4 separate regions of the Mus musculus genome follow, and regions 1, 2 and 3 are each linked to region 4. The links are chromatin contacts, called in public HiChIP or PLAC-seq and promoter capture Hi-C maps. All regions are on one chromosome and are shown on one strand. The core of a region is the stretch at or near the end of the contact, and the rest is flanking DNA. Distances in the headings are between cores, read along the strand shown. Region 1 holds the start of Myo9a (myosin IXa). Region 2 holds the start of Pkm (pyruvate kinase, muscle). Region 3 holds the start of Gramd2 (GRAM domain containing 2). Region 4 holds the start of Rplp1 (ribosomal protein, large, P1).

Region 1 (2,872 bases), core at 109-2,608, 2.2 Mb after region 4:
TAACTTCAATTCTGAATGACACTTATACTTGGTCCTTGGAGAAGACTGGGTGGTAAAAAAATACTAAAAACATTAGCCTTCAGGGATTAAGAACAGCTATAAATGCTGTTTTTCTAACAAGTTCAAAAACAGTAAATCCAAAACTCCTCTAGTTAAAAACCTGTGTATCTGTACAAATCTACAGTGCTGAGACAAATATATGAAGAGTTACTTATCTTCATTGGTGTAATGCAACTTAATCCTTACAGAAGCCCAGAAGTGACAAGATATAGACTGGTTCTTTCCTTCTACTGAAGAGACAAGATGAGGAGCAAGCAGCTTGCCCTTGTAACAGCACACATACCCTCCCTGCCTGGGCTTTCACACTCTTTGCTCTCTTTCCCTTTCAGCAACCAGTCCCTGAGGCTCCAAACATGGGTCTCAGTCTGACTCCTTAAAATCCAATGGAGTGAATATACTGGACTATGTAAATAACCCCTTCGAGTTTTCCTGGAAACTTCTTTTCAACCAAAGATCCCGATTGGTTAGAAATCAGGTAACAAGGTTTGCTTAAGAGGTCTTCTAGAGAAACTACACCAGGGCGGGGGGGGGGGGGGTGTGAGGGGGCGATCCAGCACTCTGATGGTGATTTGAAGGGCTAACCGGAGACCTACTAGGTAAGAGCATCATGACATTGGGCTATCTGAAAGCTCGTATGGGTAGGGGGAAAACCTAGCAAACCTGACTGGAAGTAAGCTGCGTGAGGGTCCCTATGAAAGCTCGGGTAGCGATGACTCGTAGGATACCCAAAGATCTGGGACGTAGCAATGCATTAGGAAGCAGTAGTGGCCTTGGTTCCCAGACAAGGATCCGCTCCGACATAACGGTGTCTAGAGGTTCCAGTCAGAGTCCTAAAGAGGGTCTAAAGAGGTTCTAGCAGGAGGTGGAAGGGGGCCAGTGACAGAAGCGCCGCGGCTACTGGTGGACAGAATGGTGTCTGGTCAATGAAAGGTACGGGAGAGTCGAGTCTGGGGGTGGAATCCCGGCGGTACTCCGGCGATTGCTAGGCTTTAGGGGCAGAGCTGCTGGCGGGGCGTCTCCGCCGGGGCGGGGCGGGGCAGCCCTCCGGGAGCCAAAGAGCCGAGCGGGAGACGTGGGCCGGGCCAGGCCAGGCGGCAGGGCCGCTGGGTGCTGGGGCGGGTCTTACCTCTGGCTGCGCCGCGGTGGCCACCACAGCCCCTTCCTCTTCGGCGGTAGCCGCTTCCCCAGCTCGGTTTCCAGGGTCAGAAGGAGAAAGCAGAGGCCGAGGCCGCCGGGGGGTAGGAGGGTTCCGCGAGGGTGGGCCCAGTCGCCTCAGGGTCCGAGAGAGCGGCGGCCGCGCATCCCCCGCCCTGTCAGAGAGACTCCGCCCGGACTGGGCAGGCACATCCCCCGCCGCACCCCGCCCAGAGAGCACGCGTTGGAAGCTAAACCGCGGTCCCTGCTTTTGCCCGGGGACCGGTATCTCCGCCGCAGTCCCTCCCCGTCCTGCCAGGACTTTCCGACGGCCACCGCCAACTGCCTCTGCGTCCCCAGTCCTCTCAGGCCTGCGCGCCCCCGACCCCGCTCACGCGGCCCCGCCCCGCGCGGCTCTCCAGCAGCAGCCGAGCAGGCGCGCGCGCACTTACCTCCCACGCCCCCTGCTGCCAAGCCCCGGACAGCCCCGCCCGGCCCCGCCTCCGCACGTGACGCTGCTGGAGCGGGCTGCCTGCGCTTGCGCGGACACGCCTATTTTCCACCCTCCGAATGGCCCCGCCTCCCCATTCCTTCTTCACTTTACGGCAGGGCTGAGACCTCCGTGTTAGATTCTCGATTACTACATAAAAACGTCGTAAGGTTGGAAAGGCAAACTCTGGGATTACGACCTTAAGTCTCACTTTCCGGCCAGTACAGAGCTCCCTGAAGGCTGGTTGGGTTGGTGAGGCCTGAGGAATAGGTAAGACGCCTCCTCCCTACTTAGGTTTGTCTCAGTTTTTGGAAGCAGTGGATCGCTTTGCGCTCCACGCAGACTCTAGTGTGTCCGAGCCCCTTCCTCATTCTGCAGCTGGATTCTCAGCGCCGCCCCTTTTCCACACACGCACGCCCCTCCCCCCACTTGTTCCCGCCCCCGTGGCCAAGTATTTCTTTCCATTCATTCCACAGACTTTTCACTGAGTTGTTTCTATGCTGTAAAATCCAGAATATTAGAAGAAAATGAAAAAATATCCGCTCTTTTGAAGTGCTGTGATGTAGGAAACAAAGAATCCGCAATGGTAACACAGTAAAATAACACGGGATGAGCTGAACACAAACGGGGGAGTGGGGGGGGGGGGGTCCTTGATTGCAGAAGAGGACTTTTCCCAAATGACTTTCAGGCCTGTGGAGAACTCGTGTTAAAACCTTGGTGGACCGAAACTGGCCAGAAAGAAAATGGGAGTAGAGAAAGGCTAGTACAAAGGCATGTGACAAACAACCTAAGAGTAAAAAGCAAGAGGATTGGCATATACCTAGTAAAAACCGCGCAGGTAGACTTCCATTTGAAACAACTAGACTATGTGGCGAGTGAATTTAAGGCCAATCTTGATCACAAGGCGGGGGAAACTTAACTATAACAAGTGCAAGAAATAATCAGATGCAGGTGCAAAGGCTGTTTTTGAAGATGGCTGATTGCCTGGGATGGCTGGCCTGTTAGCTCCTGAAAGAATAAGGCAGCTAGATCTCCAAGTGGGAAGCCAGTCTGAGCCAATTTTAAAAAAAAAAAAAAAAAAAAAAAAAAAAGCAGATATGGTAGTACACGCCGAGTTTCAGGCTAGCAGGGGATACATAGTGAAACCTTGCCTCAAAGAATAAAGTGAAGTTTAGCTCAGTGAGTAGA
Region 2 (2,799 bases), core at 85-2,584, 2.3 Mb after region 4:
AGCAGCCTGGAGTGACACAGGACCAGAGGCCAAACCTAAGAATATTAATAGATCACACCGGATTCCAAAACCTAGCTGCCTCCATGCACGACTGGATTTTCACTATAAGGTTCACTTTTTCCAAACTACCAGTGTCCTGGATTTGGAAAAAGTGGTCGAGCTCTTATCTTACTATGACTGGGTATTTACTGGGTCTTTATAGCCTTCAGACTAGAAGATGCCCGGCTTTTTCAAAACCAGTATGCCGGCCACCTTGTGCATGCAGCCCCATCTTCCTCATAGCACTGACTTGACAAAATCTGCTTCCCTAATTAGACCGAGCTCTGTGGGCTATGTGTGTTCTGGTAGCGTCGGGCTCCAGTTTCTGTCGGGAACGGGTATGGGTTGATCGCCCACCCTCCCCCTCGCCAGCACGTGGGAGCAGCATGACCGATTAATCAGACGCATCGCAGTACGTGCCGCCCCTCCGCCGCAGGATGGAGCGCGAGAGCAATGAGGGCCCGTGCCCACCACCAAAAATCTGCGGGCACACAAAACAGGCAGCAATAGCGGCCAACCTTTCTTGCCAGGCCACCGGGAATACAAAAGTTACGTAACTTGTAGCTGCATTACCAAGGACCGCTAGTGACTGCATCCTACCTCCATGCACCGGACCACGAGGAGTCCGCGGACGTGACTAGAATGCGGGGGGAGGGGAAAAGCTGCGAGGGGGAGGGGCGAGGATATGGAGGTTGAAAGGATGCTGCGGCGCGGACGTGACCGGATCGGAGGGGGGAGGGGCGACGAAGAGCTGCGAACACTGGCGCGGGAAGAGAACGCTGACCTGAAAGGAGGATGAACGCGGAGGCTGAATGGGGGGTGGGGGTGGGGTGAGTAGGGGAATTATTTCAAGTAGAGATTAAGAGGAGGGCACCGAATTATGAGGGCACAGAGCTAAGAGGAAGGTCGTAAGTCGTAGTGGATGTAGGAGGACGAGCATCGGAGCAGGGCGAGAACAGGGTGGCGAGGATAGCAATAGTAAGATAAGAGGCTGGAACCAGATTGAGATGGAAGAGAGAGCAGAATGAGACCGTGGGAAAGGAGCTAGCCGGCCACCCTCAATTTGGAGGATTAAGACTTGGACTCAAGTGTGGCTCCTCCCCAACCCGGAGTGGGATGCTCGATGCCTGGCGCCTGAGTCCCGCGTGGGCAGGCAGGCCTGCGTTACACACCAGTGGGCATCGGCTCTGGGGACAGATGGCTTAGGTTCTCCCCGCTCACCTCGGGCGTACTTCGGTTCCTGCTGCGATACCTAGAGCGGACGTCAGTCAAGTGAAGACGAGTCGCTGCTGTGCGGGGCTGCGCCGACTGGGCCTCAAGGTTATCACAGCTGCGGGCCGCCGCAATCCCTCCGCAGCCCCGCCCCTCGCCCAATCCGGGCTGCGGCCGGCGGCGCCCCGCCTCTCAACGGGGCGCCCGCACCTCCTGAGAGAAGCTCAGGGTAGGCGGGACAAGCAGGTTGCCCTTTTGAGGAGGACTACCTTCCGTGGCGGAAGGACATCGTAGACCAAATTTGCTCAAGGGTTATCCTGTTGACCAATGGGGAAGTGGTGAGGGAGCAAGGCCCGCCCACCGGGCCAGCGCCGCCGCCGCCACCACCACCCCTAGGTTCCCGGGCGCCACCGCCACCTGTTGCTTTAGATCGGCTACAAAATGTTCCCTTTTTGGCCTTTTGCCCAGGTCTCCCCATCTGCCCTGGCCTACCAGGGCGGTGCCCAGATTTATAGGTCCACGGACATTCCTCCAGCCCCGCCCGGAGACTCTCCACCCTCCCGGCGCCCGCCCCAGTACACCCTCTGAGGCTGAGCGGAACGGGAAGCTGGGGTGATGGGAGCAAGAGAGTGGTGGAAGGTCTGGGCTGCCTCCTAGAGGGTTCCAGACTTAGAGGCTGGGTAGGAAGAACTTAAGTCTCTCTTTGGAACGTGAGCGCGACCTCCTAATAAGGAGGGCTAGATTGGACCCATGTTAATACTTTGAGTCTCGAATCCTGCACTTTTAAAATGCCTGGACCTGGACGCAGCAAACCAATCCAAGGTAATTAGTGCAGAACTGGACCTACGTGTAGCCATTATCTATGCAGGAGTCAACACTGGTTTTTGACTCAGGCGTGTATGTATTTAAATTTGTAGTATTGGAGGCATTAACAATTTTTTCCCTACAAAGTATTTTCTAATTTCCCAACTGTTAACACTAGTCTTCATTCCGCAGAGTTTTGAAAGCAGATACAATGTTGCCACATTCTAAATGGGAAGACTGTACCTTAGGTTTTGGATTTTTTTTGGTTTTGTTTTGTTCTTTTGTTTTTCTTGGTAAAAGATGGGTGTGACCATTTCAAGCAGACACTTCTTTGTAGTTGAATCACAGGCCTTCATCCCATTTTCGGTCAGTTTTGATTAGAGGGAAGGGTAACATAAATGCAATTTGTAGTGAAATAAAGTTTTTTAGTTTCTTCTATAAGTCCCCTTGGTCCCCTTAGTTTAGGGAAGTAAATGCTTGGTTATTATGGTGGAAAGAACATGAAGTTGGGGAGGGGGAGGTTATATCTGTGGAGGAAATCATTCCTTTCTGCAAGAGAAGGGGGTAGAAGAAATGACCTCTTTGTGCCTTGGACACACACACACAAAAGAACCATAGTGTTCAACAGGGTGACAGTTATCTATCTACTCATGTTGAGGTCCACTGTGCATACTGTGCGTCAAGCAGAGTAGCTCACACCTGTAATTCCAACGCTCAAGAGGCCAAAGTCAGTCTGAGCCACAC
Region 3 (2,981 bases), core at 354-2,853, 2.2 Mb after region 4:
TTTAAAACAAGCACCAACAGTAAGGCCTGGATGAGGCTCAGTCTGACCTTTCCAGACTATTTAGAAACTTCTTGCCCTCTGGGAAGCTGAGAAAACCTTTTCTACTTGGCCCCAGCAGACACCTCCTGAATTGCTGGGGTGAAACCAGTCAGCTTTGCCCACTGGGTCTGCTCACTTGCCCCAAGGTCCCCACTAAGAACACCCTTAATGACTGCCAAACTCTAACCTTTACTCTAAGAATGCCTTTCTATGCTGCAGTCTAACTGGCCTTATGAGGAGACTGAAGAGCAGTCCACAGGGCGAGCGATACCCTCTACCCATCTCTTCTGGCAAGACTCTTGTCTTCCAGCTTTAGGAGTGGAAGGACACCTTTGCACAACCAGATACGTACGTTGAAGGAGGCAAACCCAGAGACAAAGGCTGATCACAGCTAGCCCACCCCCTCAAGCCCGTAGAGGACTGAGTGCTAACTCATCACCCTATGTACCAAGGTTGATGTGGGAACAAGATCACATTTGCCCCACCTCAATCCATCCTGGCTGGCCAGGGATGTCCAATCCTGCAGGTTTGGGGCTGGGTGGGAGCAAGAATTTACAGTTTCATCAACGGGCCGCATCTTCCCCCTAAATAATCTCATCTGCACCACTTCAAAAGTTAAATTCCCTAACTCCCCAGGGCTGGACCTGAAATCATTATGTAGTCCAAGATGACCCTGAATCTCAGCTCATGTAAGCTTCCCAGGAGCTAGCAAGCATGAACCATCTTGCATACGGTGCTGGAATTGTAGATGTGCATCACCAATGTGTTTTATGCAGTGCTAAGGACCAAATCCAAGGCCTTATATATGCTAGGTAAACACTACCTACCCTCCCAGCTCACAGTTACCATTCTTGATGTCATCTGCCATGCCGCCTCCTGTCTTCTCTCCCCCCACTTATTCTCCACTACCTGCAAGAACTTTCCTTTCCTCCCAAGCCGACTTTGAACCAGCTCTCTGGGCTTGGAGACCAGCCCCAGCCCGCCCGGGCCTGGCGCACGGGGTGCGGCCGAGTCGTGCTGGGACAGCTCCACGTTGCCTCAGAAGCAGCCGAGTGTGCTCCTAAGAGTAGATCCCGCTGGGAGTGGAGAGGAGAGGAGAGGAGCTGATTTTGCAGAGGCCCACAGGGAAGCGCCAGGCTGTGTGTGGAGACAACCGGGACTGGGGGGTCGTTATGGCGAGAAATGAATGAAACACAAATGAATGGACCGCGAGGGTGGCCGACACGAGGTGATTTCCAGAAGGGAGCGTGCCTTCCGCTCGCCTGAAGCCACCAAGACACATCGGATACATCGCACCAGACTCGCACACCTCACAGCCGGGCGGAGGCGCAGGGTCCAAGCCTAAATTTCTGCGGTTGGAAGTGCCCAGCCGGGAGGCAGAAGGCGCCTAGGCGCGGCATTCCCAGAGTCGCCCTGCCCTTCGTCGCAGCCTCCTGGACCTGGAGCCCCGGGACGCCTCCCTTACCTGCCCGCCTCGACAGGCTCGCTACGGCTCAGGGCGGTCATCGCAGCGCCTTCTCCGGGAGCCCGAGGCCGTGCGCCAGACCCAGTGCCCTCCGGGGACCGCCCACCCCGGGAAAGGCCCGCCCCCACACGCCTATTGGCCGCTCGCGCAGAATGAGCCTGGCTCAATTGGTGGAGCCTTCCCCGCTCCCAGACCGCCCTGATGGGTCCCAGCTGCAGGTAGGTCTTCAAAATTGTGAGGTCGAGGAAACCAGGGCCTGGGTCCTCAATTATGGGACTTCATATCAAAATGTTCCCTCAGGGCTCTTCATTCTACTCCGCCTTCCAACCTCCTTACCTAACCTGAGCTCTTGGTGCTGCAACATCTCAATTTCAGAGGCCTTAGCCTCTGACTAGGTGGCTGTTGGGAGTTGCCAGGGACAAGGGTCCCACCTTGTTTCTATGTACCTTATTCCTGAGGGCAACAGGAAAACAAGAGACCCTTTGTGCTTAACTGTTATGGAGGCTGAGGGTTTTGTGAAGTATCCAATCAGGGACTCATCCTACAGCGCCCTCAACAGGCCTCTACCACAGGGATCAGCCCACTATTCGACCATTCTAGGTGCTAGCTGAACCTGTCCCAGACTTTTCTAGTATTTGCCCTGAAATAGAACGGATCAGCTTCCCGATACACAGCCGCACTTTGGTGCAGGAGGCAACTTATATACTCCCAAAGTATTCAGTCTCCGGCGTCTCCAGTGGTCCCGTGCTTGAAGGTTATCTGGTGGATCCATAGCACCCAAGGCCAGGCCTCCTGGCTGTTGTCATTCTCAATTGCTCAAAGGGCAGGGCTCGACCACCACTACCAACCCCCGGAAAAAAACAAAACAAAACACAACACAGGTGCTTCAGCTGCTGTTTATTGACATTCAGGTGGGCACTATAGCAACAGGCCTGGAGACTCTGCAGAATACAAGGTGGAGAGTGGAGTGTCTGCAGTGACAGAAGTGGAGTGCACAAGAAGTGGGGAGGCCAAAGCTGTTGGGAAAGCAGGTCAGGGCCAGGGCCAGAAGTCGTCATCTACACTGGGACCCTGGGCCCCACACCCTCAGCCCCTACTCTTTTGCTGTCTCCTGACTCCAGGCTAGGGCTGGGAATTCTGACAACTTTCTACAGAAGCAAAGCCCAGAGATGCTGCCGCCCTTCTGTGATAAAGTCAGGGTTTCCAGTCCTGCATTCCTCCTCCACCCCTGGCTCAGGTAGGGCCCTGAATAATAGCTGGTCTCTATTGCATGTTTTAGAGGCATTAATTTTCCCTGGTGTCCCAGCCCACCAGCGCCACACTATGGCCCAGAGTGAGCACTACAAGCGTTGCTGGCCTAATGGAAAGGATAGGGGAGGGGAAGGGACAGGGGCTAGAAGAGGGGCTCCAGAGGGCCATCAAGGTACAGGCACTACACGCATGGTGTTGGTGAATCCAGAGCCAGGGCGCCACCCGG
Region 4 (3,015 bases), core at 268-2,767:
GCAGAGGCAGGTGGATTTCTGAGTTCAAGGCCAGCCTGGTCTACATAGTGAATTCCAGGACAGCCAGGGCTACACAGAGAAACCCTGTCTCGGAAAGAAAAAAAAAAAAAAAAAAAAAAAAAGAGCATGTCTCAAAGTAAGCTTAAGGGGGTCTGAGATGTAGCTGAGTGGCTGGAGTGCTTAGTGTGTACCCGCCCTGGAGTTAATCCCTAGCCCAGCATGACCTGGATACTTAAAATCAATCCCAGGCAGGGGAGGAAGATCCAACATTCCAGGTAATCTTCAACCACATAGCAAGTTCAAGGCCAGCTGAGGTACATGACACCCTGTCAGGGTGTGTGTGTGTGTGTGTGTTTAGACTGAAGGCCATGTCAAATTCCACTGAGATCATGAACAGAATTTTGATTGGAACTATATTACTTGGAGAAAATTCTCCGTTTTAGGCTCTTATCTGTGAAAACTATATTGCTCTACTTAGGTTCCTTTTGCTGTTTCATAGCTTCTTTGTGGTCCTGAGATTAGAATTTTATTAACTTTAAAGAAACCACTTAATCTAGTATGCACTACATTCTAGTTGCAAGTTTCTAGCACCAAGGTCACCTCTACACAAGCTGACCACACACGAGCTGTACCCTAACCTGAGGGGTGTTTTTATTTAATTGTGTATATGAGCACTTGGGGTTTCTATTGCTGTGACAAAGTACCATGCACTAAAAGAGAGGCAAAGGAAAACGTTTGTTTATTGATACTTGCTTTTGATGTCTGCGCATCAAAGTTACTCTCCTGGTTTTCTAGGGGTTCTATATAATTAGTTGCCGAATTTTATCACGTGGTCTCCTACTTCTGTGGGTTTTTTCCTCACCATACCTCGCGTGACACTTTAAAGAGTGTTTACTTTTATGTGTACTTGAGCGTGTCTGCTGACCTCTGTCAGGATCAGAGCCCCTGTTACTGGATTTCCTGGCACTTTTCGGGGTGCGGGAGCCAAACCTGAGAGCTGCAAGATGGCTTAACTTCCGCCCCTCTGTGCTTTTTCAATGTAATGAATTAAACATTAACCACGATATATTGCATTTGATATGCAACTCCGGGTCCCGGGTGGTATTTATCAACCTCATCACAGACACAGTTACTACGGCGCGCACGCCCGGGGTGAGGGTGGGTTGGGAAGTCCACCACGTGATCCGCAAGGCTTGAGGCGGAGAGCGACTTTTCAGTGTACCCAAGCCGTGGGAACGCGCCTGTCAGTTTAAGCAGTACGTCTCCCCCGATAGCTCTCTCCCTTTAGCCTGTTAATCTCTACTGTTGAGCACTTGTAATATTCGCAAGCCCCAAAGGCCAATCGCACCGGAAGTCGAACGCGCAAATCCGGAACTGCGTTCTGCAGACGCGCCTCCTCTCGGTTTTGGCCCTGCCCCTTCCGTCTCGAGTCGGGCATCGATTGGTCGGCGCGGTCCCATAAGAAGCTGCGCGCAGGCGTATATGATCTTTTCCTCAGCTGCCGCCAAGGTGCTCGGTCCTTCCGAGGAAGCTAAGGCCGCGTTGGGGTGAGGCCCTCACTTCATCCGGCGACTAGCACCGTGCCGGCAGTCTACAGCATGGCTTCCGTCTCCGAGCTCGCTTGCATCTACTCCGCCCTCATCCTGCACGACGACGAGGTGACGGTCACGGTAAGTGCGGGATAACCCCGGGCCGGCCACGTGTTTGTGCGGCGGACACCCGGCTCCGCCCGGACTTCGCATTCTCAGGCATTCGGTGACTTGGAGGCCTGTGAGGCGTATGCGCTCTGTCCTCCCCGCGCGGCCCAACCCGAGACAGGTGAATGGCGGTCCCGAGCGCGCATGTTAGGCCTACTGTTTAGAGTGGGCTGTTTTTATCTAAGTTTTAGGCCTCGAACTCAGGTCGTCAGGCCTGCGGGACAATCCCACAGCCCGCTGAGCCTTCAAACCTGGCCTTGTCTTTTTTAAGGTTGACTTTAGCCCAAGTACGAAACTTAACTCTGTATAAGTGACTGAGTTTTAGCCGCATTCTGATCGTTCTGACGGGTTGGCGTTTGTGTTCCAGGAGGATAAGATCAATGCCCTCATTAAAGCAGCTGGTGTCAGCGTCGAACCTTTCTGGCCTGGCTTGTTTGCCAAGGTAAGTTTTGGGGTTACACTTGGTAATGTACGATTTCCACCACCAGCCTTGATTTTTGTATCTTAGTTTGTACTTATTGATGTGGCTTTTATGTCAGGCCTTCACGGTCCATGGCTTGAGAATGAGTTTTGTTGCCTCTTAAGTTTGGGCATTTGAAGCAGTGAGATTCATGCAAAGTGGATAGCTACATTCTATTTATACAAACAGCTTTATTTCTGGCAAGTGGGGTCAATCAACTGGTGGCAGTTGTATATTGATTCCCTGTAGTCCTGAACATTGCTTTGGTCTCATGGGTGAAAAGAGCTTAATTGAATCATTAAATCTTGCAGCACAAAACTAAAAGCCTTTTCTATGTCTCTGTTGTAGGCTCTGGCCAATGTCAACATTGGGAGCCTCATCTGCAATGTAGGGGCTGGTGGGCCCGCTCCAGCAGCTGGAGCTGCGCCTGCTGGTGGTGCTGCTCCATCCACTGCCGCCGCCCCAGCTGAGGAGAAGAAAGTGGAGGCAAAGAAGGAAGAGTCCGAGGAGTCTGAAGATGACATGGGCTTCGGTCTTTTTGACTAAACTGCTTTTGTTAAGTTGGCTAATAAAGAGCTGAACCTGTAGGTGGACTGGTCTCACTTGTAAGCCACAAAGCTCTTGGAGTTTCAGAGATGGTAGCAGGTCCCAAAAAAATGTCAGGGAAGGAGGGTCTTGACCAAAGCCACCATGAGTTATATAAATAAGACCTGGGTCAAAAGAACTAGACGATCTGGGTAGAGAATGGGTGGGTCTGTCTCCAGGAAGCCCCTTCAAGCAACTGTTCAGAGAGCCTGTTTAGTGCCAGACAGACAGGCTGAGAGCTAACTCTTACTGTCAAGAATAACAAAATAACCT

The links. Promoter capture Hi-C pulls out the DNA fragments that hold promoters and counts their contacts. HiChIP or PLAC-seq counts read pairs in DNA pulled down with a chosen protein or histone mark.
Region 1: a promoter capture Hi-C map of erythroid cells shows a contact between it and region 4, with 28 times the contacts expected there. The contact joins the promoter of Myo9a here to the promoter of Rplp1 in region 4. A contact is called at or near these places in 3 of 39 promoter capture datasets (cranial neural crest, erythroid cells and liver).
Region 2: a contact with region 4 is called in an H3K27ac HiChIP or PLAC-seq map of embryonic stem cells, with 4 times the contacts expected there. The contact joins the promoter of Pkm here to the promoter of Rplp1 in region 4. A contact is called at or near these places in 1 of 39 promoter capture datasets (embryonic stem cells), 2 of 484 Hi-C or Micro-C datasets (both in embryonic stem cells) and 1 of 115 datasets of contacts at active chromatin or transcription factors (embryonic stem cells).
Region 3: an H3K27ac HiChIP or PLAC-seq map of embryonic stem cells shows a contact between it and region 4, with 14 times the contacts expected there. The contact joins the promoter of Gramd2 here to the promoter of Rplp1 in region 4. A contact is called at or near these places in 2 of 39 promoter capture datasets (cranial neural crest and hippocampal neurons), 2 of 484 Hi-C or Micro-C datasets (both in embryonic stem cells) and 2 of 115 datasets of contacts at active chromatin or transcription factors (both in embryonic stem cells).

What each region holds. Positions count from the first base shown.
Region 1 is chr9:59,749,660-59,752,531 of GRCm38.p6, reverse strand. It overlaps Myo9a (myosin IXa), which reads right to left and starts at 1,358. Exons shown (of 44, transcript NM_173018.2): 1 at 1,187-1,358. It overlaps Senp8 (SUMO/sentrin specific peptidase 8), which reads left to right and starts at 1,883. Exons shown (of 2, transcript NM_027838.3): 1 at 1,883-1,954.
Region 2 is chr9:59,655,111-59,657,909 of GRCm38.p6, reverse strand. Pkm (pyruvate kinase, muscle) reads right to left here and starts at 1,334. Exons shown (of 11, transcript NM_011099.4): 1 at 1,261-1,334. Gm51708 (a long non-coding RNA gene) reads left to right here and starts at 2,004. Exons shown (of 4, transcript XR_003948336.1): 1 at 2,004-2,073.
Region 3 is chr9:59,678,776-59,681,756 of GRCm38.p6, reverse strand. Gramd2 (GRAM domain containing 2) reads right to left here and starts at 1,603. Exons shown (of 12, transcript NM_001379375.1): 1 at 1,505-1,603. The coding sequence starts at 1,545. Pkm (pyruvate kinase, muscle) reads right to left here. Exons shown (of 11, transcript NM_011099.4): 11 at 2,385-2,981. The coding sequence ends at 2,923.
Region 4 is chr9:61,913,012-61,916,026 of GRCm38.p6, reverse strand. Rplp1 (ribosomal protein, large, P1) reads left to right here and starts at 1,517. Exons shown (of 3, transcript NM_018853.3): 1 at 1,517-1,670; 2 at 2,065-2,139; 3 at 2,506-2,744. The coding sequence starts at 1,599. The coding sequence ends at 2,703.